2 separate regions of the Macaca mulatta genome follow, and region 1 is linked to region 2. A link is a contact called in public Hi-C data. All regions are on one chromosome and are shown on one strand. The core of a region is the stretch at or near the end of the contact, and the rest is flanking DNA. Distances in the headings are between cores, read along the strand shown.

Evidence for each region. A called contact is a pair of places that touch in the nucleus more often than the background predicts.
Region 1: a Hi-C map of liver shows a contact between it and region 2, with 4 times the contacts expected there. The contact joins the promoter of DENR here to the promoter of RSRC2 in region 2. A contact is called at or near these places in 3 of 14 Hi-C or Micro-C datasets (fetal cortex germinal zone, fetal cortical plate and liver).

Annotation. Positions count from the first base shown.
Region 1 is chr11:130,132,768-130,139,261 of T2T-MMU8v2.0, reverse strand. DENR (density regulated re-initiation and release factor) reads right to left here and starts at 2,626. Exons shown (of 8, transcript XM_015151759.3): 1 at 2,500-2,626; 2 at 1,643-1,757. The coding sequence starts at 1,748.
Region 2 is chr11:129,896,929-129,904,066 of T2T-MMU8v2.0, reverse strand. RSRC2 (arginine and serine rich coiled-coil 2) reads left to right here and starts at 3,009. Exons shown (of 10, transcript XM_077955640.1): 1 at 3,009-3,110. It overlaps KNTC1 (kinetochore associated 1), which reads right to left and starts at 2,813. Exons shown (of 64, transcript XM_015151761.3): 1 at 2,607-2,813.

The sequences.
Region 1 (6,494 bases), core at 1,377-3,876, 240 kb before region 2:
GAAAGAGTACAATAGCTCTCTACTACATCTGCCACACAAAGGTGAAGAAACCAAACTAGTATACTTTTCTAATATAGTAATAGCATTTCATGAACTAAATTCTCATGTTAGTTGCTGTACCTGGAACTTTATACGAATCATCTGACTTAAGACGTAATCATTATCTTCATTTTACAGACCTTAGAAAAGGACCCTGGGAAAGTTACTTGAATAGAGAAATCAAGTAACCTGCCTGGGGTCACAAACCCGGTAAGTGCTGGAGTCAAAATGCAAGCCCTGGTCTGTAACTCCAAACGCAAATAATATAACCAAGTAAGACCAATATTGTAACCTAACTCAACAAGCCCTACAAAAAGTTTCACCGCCTACTCTCTTGCTGAGGTACTGTGTGCTAAGTTTATTTCACTATCGAAGATACTCAATAAATAATGAATTGTTAGAATTTTTTAACTCAATGACATCATTTCTCCTTCTATGGTACTTAAATGTCAGATGAGGTCTCTACTGTAGTCACAGAATGTAAGGTCCATGTGAACAAGGATCTTTTGACTTATTCACTATTCAAGCCGCAGCACCTAAAACATCACTAGGCACACAGTAAGTTCTGAGAAATATTTACTGAAAAAATATTTACTTGCCCTTTTACTGTCCTGTATCTTCAAATTTTTCTGAAAGTTTCCAAGATGCGAATACATACAGCATTTACAATTCACAAATATTTCTATATTGAAAATGAAGAAAAACACTTGAAAGTGAAAAAGATCTTGATTAAACCTAATGCATATATCATGATTCAAACCAAGAAGACTTTCCTAACTGTCCTACCACCCAACACTCCAACCTCACCTTCTCTCACTCCTTAATGGGCACCCTCCCTATACGATACACCATACAAACTCAAAGCTGGTCGCTTCTTCACAGCCATCAGCCATCAAGTTTTTTCTTTTTTTTTTTTTTTTGAGATGGAGTCTCGCTCCGTCATTCAGGCTGGAGTGCAGTGGTGCAATCTCCACTCACTGCAAGCTCCGCCTCCCGGGTTCACGCTATTCTCCTGCCTCAGCCTCCCGAGTAGCTGGGACTACAGGCGCCCGCCACCGCGCCCGGCTAATTTTTGTATTTTTAGTAGAGACCGGGTTTCACCGTGTTAGCCAGGATGGTCTCGATCTCCTGACCTCGTGATCCACCCGTCTCGGCCTCCCAAAGTGCTGGGATTACAGGCGTGAGCCACCACGCCCGGCCACCATCAAGCTTTTTCTACATAGTCGTTCGCTTTGTCTGGGACGCCCTTCCCCACCTTCTCATCCAGTTCTTGCCATCCTTAACTCAGGATCTTCCAAGAAGCCCTCCTTTGATAGCTAGACTAGCGTACACCTTGAGGACCTGCAGGCTGAAATAACCTAGCTGCACATCTCTATTCCAAACGGACTGTAAGCTTCTTCAGTCAGAGTAGCCAGACACAAATCACTCAGATTGGGAAGCTGTTAATTCATGCCTCCTCCTCCCCAGCACTCCTCTCCCCCAGCACAAATTCACCAAATGAAAAAGATGGGGGAAAAAACTTAGTACCACCAAATGTCAAACTATTATTATAATGCATAAAAATATAGTGAGTAAAAGTCATTCTGTGGCTACCAACACTTGCCTCCACAATAAAGGACTCGAAGTGGGTAATCGGCATCTAACTTGGCACTGTTCCTTGAGTCTCCTTTGCAATCAGCCCCGCTGGATTCCGAAATGTCAGCAGCCATTTCACAAACCTGTAAGCAAGGAAAATAACACACCCTCACTATTTTAGAATGAAGACCCCAGAAGAACAGCATTCCTCTCAACAGAAATCCCCCCAACCCGAAGCTGTTTCAATTTTGTTGTTGAGTGGGGGACACAAGCTGCATTCGATTCATAAAATATAAGCAATCCCAGGCACAAGATCTCCTTGGTCCACAGACCTACAGGGAAGGAAGCAGCAAATGGACCATGAAGGATGGGGCAGAGGCACTCACTAGTAAAAAAGAGGAAGCAATGGGGAAGGAAAGATGGGGTGAGTACCCTAGGCAGACACGGAGCAAAAAGGTCTAAGGGTGGTCTGGGAGGGATGCAAACTGCACTAAGAGAGAAGGGCTACAAAGGTGCCGAATGCAGAGGCTGGAAATGCCAAGGAACGAGGGGTGGGTCATCAGAGGAGCCCGGGGTGCACGGTGTGGGGGCAGCTAAACGCCACGGGAAGGGCCTGGGGACTCTAAAAAGGGCATGGGAGGGGGCGGGGTGACCAGAGCCTAAGGAGGATGTGAACAGAAAACGAGGACAGAATGTAAGAGCACTGAGGGGACAAGGGCGACCAGGTCTGAGGCGAAGGAGCAACCCCGGGGACGCCAGAAGGGGCCCTTGTGGGCGGGGGTGTGGAGACGCCCGGCCCGGCCCCCTTCCGCCAGGCAGCATCTCAGCTTCCCCCACACTCTCTACGAGCTTCTGGGGAGCGGGAGAAGCACTTGGTGTCGTTACCCAGGCGGTCGCACAGGCCCCGCCGGCTCCGCTCCCGCCGCTATCGCCAGCTGAACCGACACATGCAACTCGCCTCCCCGGCCACGGCCGCCCGAAAGCCAGTCCGCCAGCAGCGCTCCCGCGAGACAATGAGCCTTTATCGCGAGACTCCGACCGCCGCTGGGCGGATGTCGCGAGAAGCCGGAAGACGGGGGCGGAGAAAAATTGGGGATCATGCGCCTTGCGCTCCAGGGCGGGGGCGTGGCCAAGCGGCCAAGAGGCGGGCCGCCGGTAGGCGGTGCTAGTCACCCGTTGGAGAGGATGAATCCTCGAGACGGGTGCGCCGAGGGGAGCGCGACCTGTAACGGCAGAGAGTGCACGTGAGTCAGAAATGACTCCCTATTAATGGGCCGGAGGATCATCGCCCCGGTGTCTGCGGTGTATCCTGGAGTTCTGACTAACCTCCAACTACTGCATAAATCACTCCTGTGCGGGGAGATTGCAGCCGGATAGAGCTTTTGGTTGCATTTTAACACCATACACTAAATTAAAGGAATGTTTTCTCCCTCCCTCACTTCCTTCCTCCCTTCCACCCTCCCTTCCTTCTTTCCTTCCTCTCTTCCTTTCTCTCTGCGGGATAGAGCGTGTGGTTGCATTTTAACACCATACACTAAATTAAAGGAATTCTTTCTTTCCTCCTTTTCTCTCTCTCTTTCTTTTCTTTCTCTTTCTTCTTTTTCTTTCTTTCTGTCTCTGTCTCTCTCTCTCTCTTCCCCTTCCCTCCCTCCTTTTCTTCCTTCTTTCCTTACTTCCTCCCTCCCTCCCTTCCTTTCTTCATCCTTTATGTGTTGACAGCGTCTCACTGTCACCTAGGCTGGATGGAGTGCAGTTGCACAAACACGGCTCACTGCAGCCTCGACCTTCCAAGTAGTTGGAACCACAAGCTATTCTCCTGCCTCAGCCTCCTGAGTAGTTGGGATTACAGGCATGCGCCACCATGCCCGGCTAATTTTGTATTTTTAGTAGAGACGGGGTTTCTGCATGTTGATCAGGCTGGTCTCAATCTCCCGACTTCAGGTGATCCGCCAGCCTCGACCTCCTAAGTGATCGGATTACAGGCATGAGCCACCGCACCCAGCCCAGGGGAAACTCTTGAAAAGATAATATCAATGCTATCTATGTGTCTTTCATTGCCCACAGTCTCACTGACTAAAGATAATTTTTTATCACCTTTGTGTTTACCTATCTTATAGGTGTTCTAAATTGGAGTTAATCTACCCTATCTCAGACTTTCTCAGGAGGCTGAAGCCTGGTAGACTTAACCACGTACCTTGTGTCTCGTTTCGTCTTGAGAAAATCCCTTCCTATTCAGCCTGAGTCCCGTTTGTGAAATGGGAATAACACTGCAATATCGGGAGAACCCACTCCCGATGTTTAACGTGGGTTCTTTTCTATTTCCTAAGTGTCTCGGCTGGGTAGGGAAAGAGCACGAGAGAGAGAAATTTAAAGGTGGGTGTCCGGGGGAGACATCACATGTCTCGCAGGATCTGTGATGTTCCCCGAGCCATAAAACCAGCAAGTTTTTATTAGCGATTTTTAAAAGGGGAGGGAGTGCACGAATAGGGTGTGGGTCACAGAGATCACATACTTCACAAGGTAATAAAATATCACAAAGCAAATGGAGGCAGGGCGAGATCACAGGACCACCAGATGAGGTGAAATTAAAATTGCTAATGAAGTTTCGGCAGGCATTGTCATTGATAACATCTTATCAGGAAACAGGGTTTGAGAGCAGATAACCTGTCTGACCAAAATTTATTAGGCAGGAATTTTCTCATCCTAATAAGCCTGGGAGCGCTACAGGAGACGGGGCTTATTTCATCCCTTCAGCTTCGACCATAAAAGACCATAAAAGCCCGCTTTGAGAGGGCCATTCATAGGCCTACCCTCAGGGCGCATTCTCTTTCTCAGGGATGTTCCTTGCTGAGAAAAAGAATTCAGTGATATTTCTCCTATTTGCTTATGAAAGAGGAGGAATGTAGCTCTGTTCTGTCCAGCTCACCGGCGGCCAGTTCAAAGTTACCTCTCTTGTTCCCTGAACATTGCTGTTATCTTGTTCTTTTTTTAAGATGCCCAGATTTCATATTCAAACTCACATGCTCTACAAACAATTTATGCAGTTGACACAATTACAGGGTCCCGAGGCGACATTCATCCTCCTCAGCTTACGAAGAAGATGACGGGATTAAGAGATTAAAGTAAAGACAGGCATAGGAAATCACAAGGATATTCACTGGGGAAGTAATAAGTGTCCATGAAATCTTCACAATTTATGTTCAGAGATTACAGTAAAGACAGGTATAAGAAATTATAAAAGTATTAATTTGGGGAACTAATAAATGTCCATGAAATCTTCACAATTTATGTTCTTCTGCCACGGCTTCAGCCGGTCCCTCCGTTCAGGGTCCCTGACTTCCCACAACACTACAACGCTTGCAGGGATGTGAGAGTTAAGGGAATGATGACCCCAGAAATGCTCTGTAGATCGTGAATGTTGTTCTTTTCTGTTTTGCTTCATCCTTCACTCACATCCATTTTATTTATTCCCCTCCTTCCCTGCCAACATCATTCACCACTGCTAGTACCACCACTTTTTCTGTTTACAACTTATTTATGTGTGCACTAAGCCATGTGGTACAATCTTTTCCACCAGAGATTCACGCATGTGGCCTCCCCACTGAGACCTTTCTTAAATAAAAGAGGAGATCCCCCCTTGCAAGAGAGTCAACACCACACTAGTGAAAGAAGAAAAGATCTTGTCCCCACCAAAGCATGTTTGATTCCAATAATAATACCTTCCATGTATTGATACCCACTCCCCACTATATGCCAGAAACCATGCTCATTTAGGGGAACAGAGTCCAGCTGAATTCATCCCCCCAAATTTTCTTAGGTTCCTACTATGTACCAGGCACTGTGCTAGGCACCAGGAATACTGCAGTGAACAAAAGAGATGAAGTTCCTATTCTAAGTTTAACAGTCTTAGACATGCTAGCTGATTTAATCCTTACAAAGGGCCAGGTGCAGTGTCTCATGTTTGTAATCCCAGCACTTTGGGAGGTGAGGTGGGATGATTTGAGCCCAGAAGTCTGAGACCAGCCCAGGCAGCATAGAGAGAACGCATCCCTACAAATAATAATAATAATAATAAAATAGCTGAGTGTGGTGGTGCACACCTGTGGACACGGCTACTCAGGAGGCTGAGGTGGGAGGATCACTTGAGCCCAGGAGGTCGAGGCTGCAGTGAGGTGTGATGGTGCCACTGCACTCCAGCCTGGACAACAGAATGAGACTGTGTCTCACAAAGCAACAAACACAAGGCCAGGCTTGGTGGCTCACGCCTGTAATCCCAGCACTTTGGGAGGCCAAGGTGGGCAGATCACGAGGTCAGGAGATCGAGACCATCCTGGCTAACATGGTGAAACCCCATCTCTACTAAAAATACAAAAAATTAGCCGGGCATGGTGGTGGGCACCTGTAGTCCCAGCTACTCAGGAGGCTGAGGCAGGAGAATGGCGTAAACCCAGGAGGCAGAGCTTGCAGTGAGCTGAGATCGCGCCACTGTACTCCAGCCTGGGCGACAGAGCAAGACTCCATCTCAAAAAAAAAGAAAAAGGAAACAAAAACAAAACAAAAACCCTGTGAAGTAGGTATAATTCTCCCTAATTTCCAGATGTCTAAATCAAAGCTCAACAGGGGAAATGAATTAGGTTCACATGTGCTTAAGATCACAAAGCAAATAGTGTATTTTATTAATCTTAAGGTGCATATTTTCCACATTTCAACATTTCTTTGTTGTTGCATTGCAATGGATGGAATCTTAGCATGGTGTCATCATTTAGCTGGTGGCAATTTTCTTTCTTAATAATGCACAAATTATGGTGCATTATTACCAACAATGGCATCTTGGATGTGATGAAATATGGACAGGTAGCCAGTCCTGCGTAACAGACCAA
Region 2 (7,138 bases), core at 1,760-4,259:
GTTGCATAGAACCCGGTTCCTTGGGAAATGAGAAAGCTTACTCACAAAACAAAAACAAAAGTCTAACATTAACATATACAGACATCCTTGCCTTCTTGTTATTGCTGTGGCCACTAAACACTTTGGGCCAATAACATAAATGGAGCTAGAGCTATCATGGTTACCAGAGAACATATTGGTTTATGCACACAGACCAACAATTCTGATCTTACCAATGTATCCTAGAGCTTCCACTACTTTTGTGTGTCTAGTTTGGAATTATACCAAGTTTTCATTAGAAATAAACCTTTAATCAGTATAGCAGCAAACAGTGTAGGTTTAATTGCCAGATTGTCTGGGATATCATAGGATAAGTTTCCAGATGAAGTTCAGAAAAAGTCCATTAATGCTATCATAGTATTATTATACAACAAATAAAAATGATTAGGGAAGGAGAAAAAAATGAATTAGGTTTCTGGACCAAAGACTAAGCTTGAAACCTTATGAGGTTTAACCATCTGAAAAAGTAAAGGTTTACATAAACCATATTACCTGGAGTCTGGGTGGGAAAAGAACACTAAGGAGAAAAACAATCCTTGGATCAAGACTGGTAGGGAATGATAATCAAATAATTACAATTGGTTTCATAAGTGCTACTAGAAGTATGTTTTAATATCTATAAAAGGTATAGCACAAGGAAGAAACAATTTCTGACTTGGTGCTCTTTCACAATGACTAGGCAGTTGTCCTTGGGTGATCACTTAATCTTTCTGTTCCTCAATTCTCTAATTTATAAAATAAGAATATACAGGCCAGGCATGGTGGCTCATGCCTATAATCCCAGAACTTTGGGAGGTTTAGGTGGGTGGATCACCTGAGGTCAGGAGTTTGAGACCAGCCTGGCCAACATGACGAAACCCCCTCTCTACTAAAAATGCAAAAAATTAGCTGGGCGTAGTGGTGTGCGCCTGTAATCCCAGCTACTCAGGAGGCTGAGGCTGGAGAATTGCTTGAACCCGGGAGGCGGAGGTTGCAGTAGGTTGAGATGTGCCACTGCACTCCAGCTTGGGCAACAAGAGTGAAACTCCATCTTGGAAAAATACATATATATACATATAGTTGGCCCTCCATATCCATGTGTTCCACATCCCTAGATTCCACCTACAGGCATAGCGCATTTACATTGTTAGGCAAGATAAGTAGTCTAGAGATGATTCAAAGGATACAGGCAGATGTTCCCAGGCTACATGCAAATACTATGTCATTTTATGACAGGGACTTAAGCATCCCAGGGTTTTGGTATCTGTGGGAGGTCCCGGAACCAATCTCCTGTGGATACCAATACCAAGGGACTAACGTAGTTGTACCCACCTGAAGGAGTTTTCTATTTTTTACTTCTGGTTTTTTGAGAGACAAGGGTCTCACTATTTTGCCCTGGCTGGCCTTGATCTCCTGGGCTCAAGCAATCTTTCTGCTTCAGACTCCCAATGTTTTGAGTTTTAAATGTTCACAGAACAATGCTTGGTTGATGGCAAACATTCAATTTTAGGTGTTAGCTAATTTGTTGTTAGTGGAAGCAGGTAACACTTGGGCTGAGAATTGAAGATCATAGTTTTATAAATGTTGAAAGAGTTCTTCCTAAGAGCATAAGCAAGGGAACAGAAACAAAACATGTTTGGAGAATAGAGAACAGTTTTAGTGACTGGTGTTTGGGTGGGAGTGAGGAGATGAAGAAGGAGGGACAGGCTGGAATGAATACCTTTATAGGTCTCAATTTCCCACATCTGTGAAATAGAGAAACCGCCCATAACTGCCACATTTACTTGTTCAACAGATGTTTACTGAATACCTATTTACTATGTGCCAGGCACCTTTGTAGGAGCTGGCAGTATAGCTTGAACAAAGCACAAAATGTCTTTGCCATTACGAAGTTTATGTTTTTGCGGGAAAAACGGACAAAAATAAAATAGTTAATACACATCTTGTTACGCTACCTCTACAAAAAAAGCAAATGCACAAATAATTGCAAAAAGTGTTAAATGATTTGAAGGAAACAGTGATTAAATGGATGAGGTGAGGCGTCGCTGAAGGAGGATTTGTTTGGGAAGGGAAGGAGGTGACATCTGAGCTGAGACCTGAATAACAAGAAGTCAAGCACGCAAAACTCAGGCGGAACGTGACGTAGACAGAGGGAACAGAGTGCAAAGGCTCAGAGGCTGGGTAGGAAGCGTTTGATGCTGCTGCCGGGTGAAAGCAAAAGTAGAAGACAGTGAGGGAGAGAGCAGTGGAGCCCAAAAAACCTCGACTTCAAGATTGAATTTTATTCTCAGTACAAGGGGTAGAGGGGAACTCAGCAAACGAGTGGCCTGATTTGATAATTTTGAGATCACTCTGGCGGCGGAATGCAGAACAGATTCGCGAACAGGAGAGAATGAGCAAGATGAAACACTTGTCAGTTAGGCCTCCGTACTTAAACGCTCTCCGCTGGACACCGCCGCCCGCAAAAACCGACTCCAACCTCTCTCCTGACGGCGTTAAAGGGAAAAACAGGAACTGAGGAGAGGCTGCAGTTACTTCGTCCTGAACCCACCCCCAGTTCCCTACACAGCGCAACTCCCCGTCCTCACCTGCAATCGAAGAAACTAAAGAGAAACAATCAAGTATGCCGCCCCTCTTCCTGACTCACACAACCGCCTCTAATCTTTAGGTTCCATCTCACAGGTTTAAATTGGCGGGAGAACACTAAACCCAACCCCTTTACGGCGGCCGGAAGAGACCAAGATTACTTTAAACTCGAAATAGGACGTTGCCCCACCCTGAGTTCCGCCAGTTTTGTTCTCCCGACTGCGCATTCCTAGGCTGTATTCTTGGCCCCGCCCTCTTCATGGTCCTTACACGCCCCTTTGAAAGAACACCCAATCACCGCCTCGAATTGCGTTGTTATAGAAACTCTTGTTACCGCCCTTTTTACTCCCAGCAAGCTGTGCGACGCGCCGGGCCTCCTCGCCTTTGTGCCATCCGGGTCTCTCGCGCGAGCGATTTAGTCTGAGGCGAAGCTTCGGAGCGGCCGGTACTGTTGAAAGCGACAAGTGGAGGCGCCGCTCTAGCGGCCGGGACTCTGAACTATGGCGGTAGGTACCGAATCTGAGTTTAACGCCAGGGATATTTTTCTACGACATTCCAAGGAGTGGGTGAACGGCTCCCAGAGCCTTGTTCGTGTGTATGTGTGTGGACAAAATGGCGCCGCGGCCTTCTTCTGCGCCCGCCATCATGGCTGCCTGCTGTAGGGAGGGGGAAGTAAGGCGGTGTTGATGGGGGTGGGGAGCTGCAGGGAGTGCCTTTTTTTTCCAGAACTTTCCTCCTCTCTTCTCCAATCCTACGTTCCTTTTGCCCCGCTGAACTTCCTCCATTTTCGCTTATTCACCCTGGCTAGTGATTTATGCTAAGTTTTTTTAGGGCCTGAGAATTTGCAGTGGAGAAAGGGGCTGGGAAAGAGAAAGACGATCAGGAGTGGTCTCTGAAAAGTACTGGATCAAAAAGGTGGTGTCTGTTAAGGGATAGTGTGGCAGAAGAGAGCGACTTGTAGCGATTTTTTTTTTTTGTACCGTCAATGAGATGTTTCTAGTTGTAAAATTTCAATTAGTGTTCGTCAGTGTAAGCCTTATTATTGTGTATTAACGAGCTAGGAAAGTATTGCTGAAAGGGAGTGAAAATTCAGCTTAAAAGGTTGTAGAACTACCAGTTCTGACTGATGCGCGGTTTCCGAAGTGGCCCGTGATGTCATCAATTTGAAGTCCGAGAAGAATTATAGTTAAGTCTTGTCACTGACCTTGCTTCTTTAAATTTAAACCCTTCGTTGACCCAAGAGAAGCTGCCGTTCGTAAATTACCTATTCTGAACAATAAGCCTGCGTGTGTGTAAGATGCCCAATTCTGACGGATCCACATTATTTTATGCTTACTTTTTTTATTCCGTTAAAAGGAAAATATAAATATTTTACATTCCTTTTTACTGACTAAAAAATTATATCATTTTCGGTAATAATTATGACTCTTAAACGTAGTGATAATTTTAAAGTTTGCTCTTCCCGATAATTGGAATGCCTGGTATTAGGCAGATGATTTTCTTCCTCTCCCTACCCCTCCAATATCTAGTTGATTGAGTTTGGACTCGTTGTTTTTACTTACTGTTTTCATTTGTTTAGTGTTTTGGGCCTCAGTATACTTAAAGAGTAATACTATTTTTCTTGGGTTGCAGGGTTTTTTTGTGTTTTTTTGAGACGGAGTTTTGCTCTTGTCCAGGCTGGAGTGCAATGGCGCGATCTTGGCTCACTGCAACATCCGCCTCCCGGGTTCAAGTGATTCCCCTGCCTCAGCCTCCAAGTAGCTGGGGTTACAGGTGCCCACCACCACACCCGGCTGATTTTTTTGTATTTTTAGTAGAGACGGGGTTTCACCATGTCGGACAGGCTGGTCTCGAACTCTTGACCTCAGATGATCCATCCGCCTCGGCCTCCCAAAGTGCTGGGATTACAGGCGTGAGCCACCGCGCCCGACCGGGTTCCAGTATTTTAAAAAGTGAATTCAAACATGTACTTCTGCTGTGCCTTGTTCAATAAAAAGACAGTCCCCTAGAGAAGTGGCCTAGTATTCAATCCAGTGCTTACATCCTTCGCAGTGGAAAAAGATTTGTCTACTATGTTTCGAGCCGTTATTAGAGTTTGCAACAAAATGTAAATGGTAAGAAACCAAAGTGGCTGCCTCGTAGAGCCAGTGCTGGAATAGAAGGCTGTTTTGCAGTTAACGTTTATGTGTACACATAGATTCGTACTAAATTAAAGCTTAGATAATTTCAGAGCAATTTTAATATTCAGTTGGTGGGTTTTTTCCTGGATACCTACATTATGCTACTATAAAATATCCTCAGGGAAATAAAAGTTTTCCATGGCCTCAGTGACCACCTGTCATTCCTATCTGTTTAGTGTTAAGACGGTTTTTGTTGTTGCTCCGTAGTCTGTTTTACAGATGAAAATGGTTGATGTAAGTTTAGGTTAGCCTGTGTCACAGGGAGTTTTCTCTGTTGCCTAGCTTTGTGATGTTAAGCATAAAGTTAGATAAACCGTTGCCTGAAAATTGCCTAACTTTTCCATGCAAAGGTTGCTTTTGATTCTAGTCTTGTTCTCTGCAGAAGTAAATGGGATTGCCAGTAGTTAAGGAATTCTGTCTCTGACAAAGTGTCATGCACTGAGAGAAGTGATAGCGGTGCTTGAAATTTTTGAGATCCCTTCTGTTTACCAAGTGTAAGCTGTACAAACACTTAGCAAGTAGTAGATGAGTCTGAAATAGTCCTTAAGGAGAATGATGAAAAAAATCCAAATGTCCACTATTCACTTGAAAAATCAGAATCGTCCTTAATAATACAGCATCATTTATTAGTAATAAAGACAGTAAAGAGATGGAGATGCAGTATCATTTTAAGCAAGTCAGCTGATGTTGCTGGATCTCATCTGTGAAACGACAAAGTTGAACTCTATTATAAGGGATGAAAACCTTTCGGCATAAAAATTTTGTGGTTCCAGAAGTCACCCAGACTGGAGAAATAAGTACGTATACAATATGCTGGCATGAAAGCCTCCCTGGGAGTTACTTTCTTTTATTTCTTACTGTTCTTTTTATACCATTGTTAGAGGAATAACATGTAATTTATGTCTTTCACCTCATAATTGAACTGTAAAACCTTTCTTTTTTTAATTTATTGTTTTATTCCCTAAGTCTAGCATTGATTTTGGCACATTTTTGACCCTCAGTAAATACTTGTTGAAGTAACCCGACTTCTCACATCTTCATTTGTTAAAATGCAATACACCCATTCATTGTACTTGATATTTGGTATTCATTTTCTGGACTAATTTTCCTAAAGGAGGAAGTTCTCTAATGTGATTCCTTCTGCTGAAGACTATATCGATTCCCTCTTTATTCAATCCAGATTCCTTCTGATGTTGTGAAAAGTCCATAAACTATTTCTGTAAAGGGCTGGATAGTAAATATTTTTGGCTTTGTGGGCCATGTGCAGTCTCTGTCACATTCTTTCCCAGACTGGAGGGGCAGTAGTGCAATCTTAGCTCACTTCAACCTCTGCTTCCTGGGTTCAAGCCATTTTCCTGTCTCAACCTCTTAAGTAGCTGGTATTACAGGCACACCCCACCAAACTCAGCTAATTTTTGTGTTTTTAGTAGAAGCGGGGTTTTACCATGTTGGCTAGGCTGGTCTTAAACTCATGACCTCAGGTTGTCCGCCCACCTCAACCTCCCAAAATGCTAGGATTACAGGCATGAGCCACAGCACTGGCCTTGTAAGTGCCTTTAGTTTTAACAGTTCAATCTTTACAGTGCTATTTACTGAAGTTATTTATTAAATATGCCTAAACTACTTTAAAAAAAATGTTAAAACCATTCCTAGCTCAAGGCCATACAGAAACAGGATGAGGACCATAGCTTGCCAACCCTTCCTAAGTAATCAATTCCCCAGGTGTATCAATTATTTTATTTTCATATTATCTTCTCTGGTCAGTTAGCCAACCATTGTCTACCTTCCGCATTAGTTGAAACTTGTAAAATTTATACTGTAATAATTACTTACAAAATGCTTTAAAGCAGAAACAACTTAATGTTTTCATAGCCCAGAGCACATGTGAGGAGAGGCAGACCATATTTTCCAGCAGCACTGTGCCAAGGGGCTGTTTTCATTAGAGGGTTATGACATTAAGATGAGGTTCTCACTTTGGTAAGTTAATTTTCTGTTTATTATTTTATAATATTTTTAAGGCATTCTGTTTTAAGATTTTACGGTCTTGAGTATCTTTAGGCTTTAACAACTCATTTTTGATTGATGTGTATGCTAATTTAAAAGTATTGGTAAAGTCAGTTAAATGCATTCACACATCTGAAAAGGACTGTATTTTCTCTGCTTGAATGCTTATTGGAAATACTTAGAGCCCTTATTCCTCCCTCACTCCACCCCATGTTTTAAAAGTTATAAAAATAATCGTTAGAAAACTAAAGCTACAGGCCGGGCGCGGTGGCTCAAGCCTGTAATCCCAGCACTTTGGGAGGCCGAGATGGGCGGATCACGAGGTCAGGAGATCGAGACCATCCTGGCTA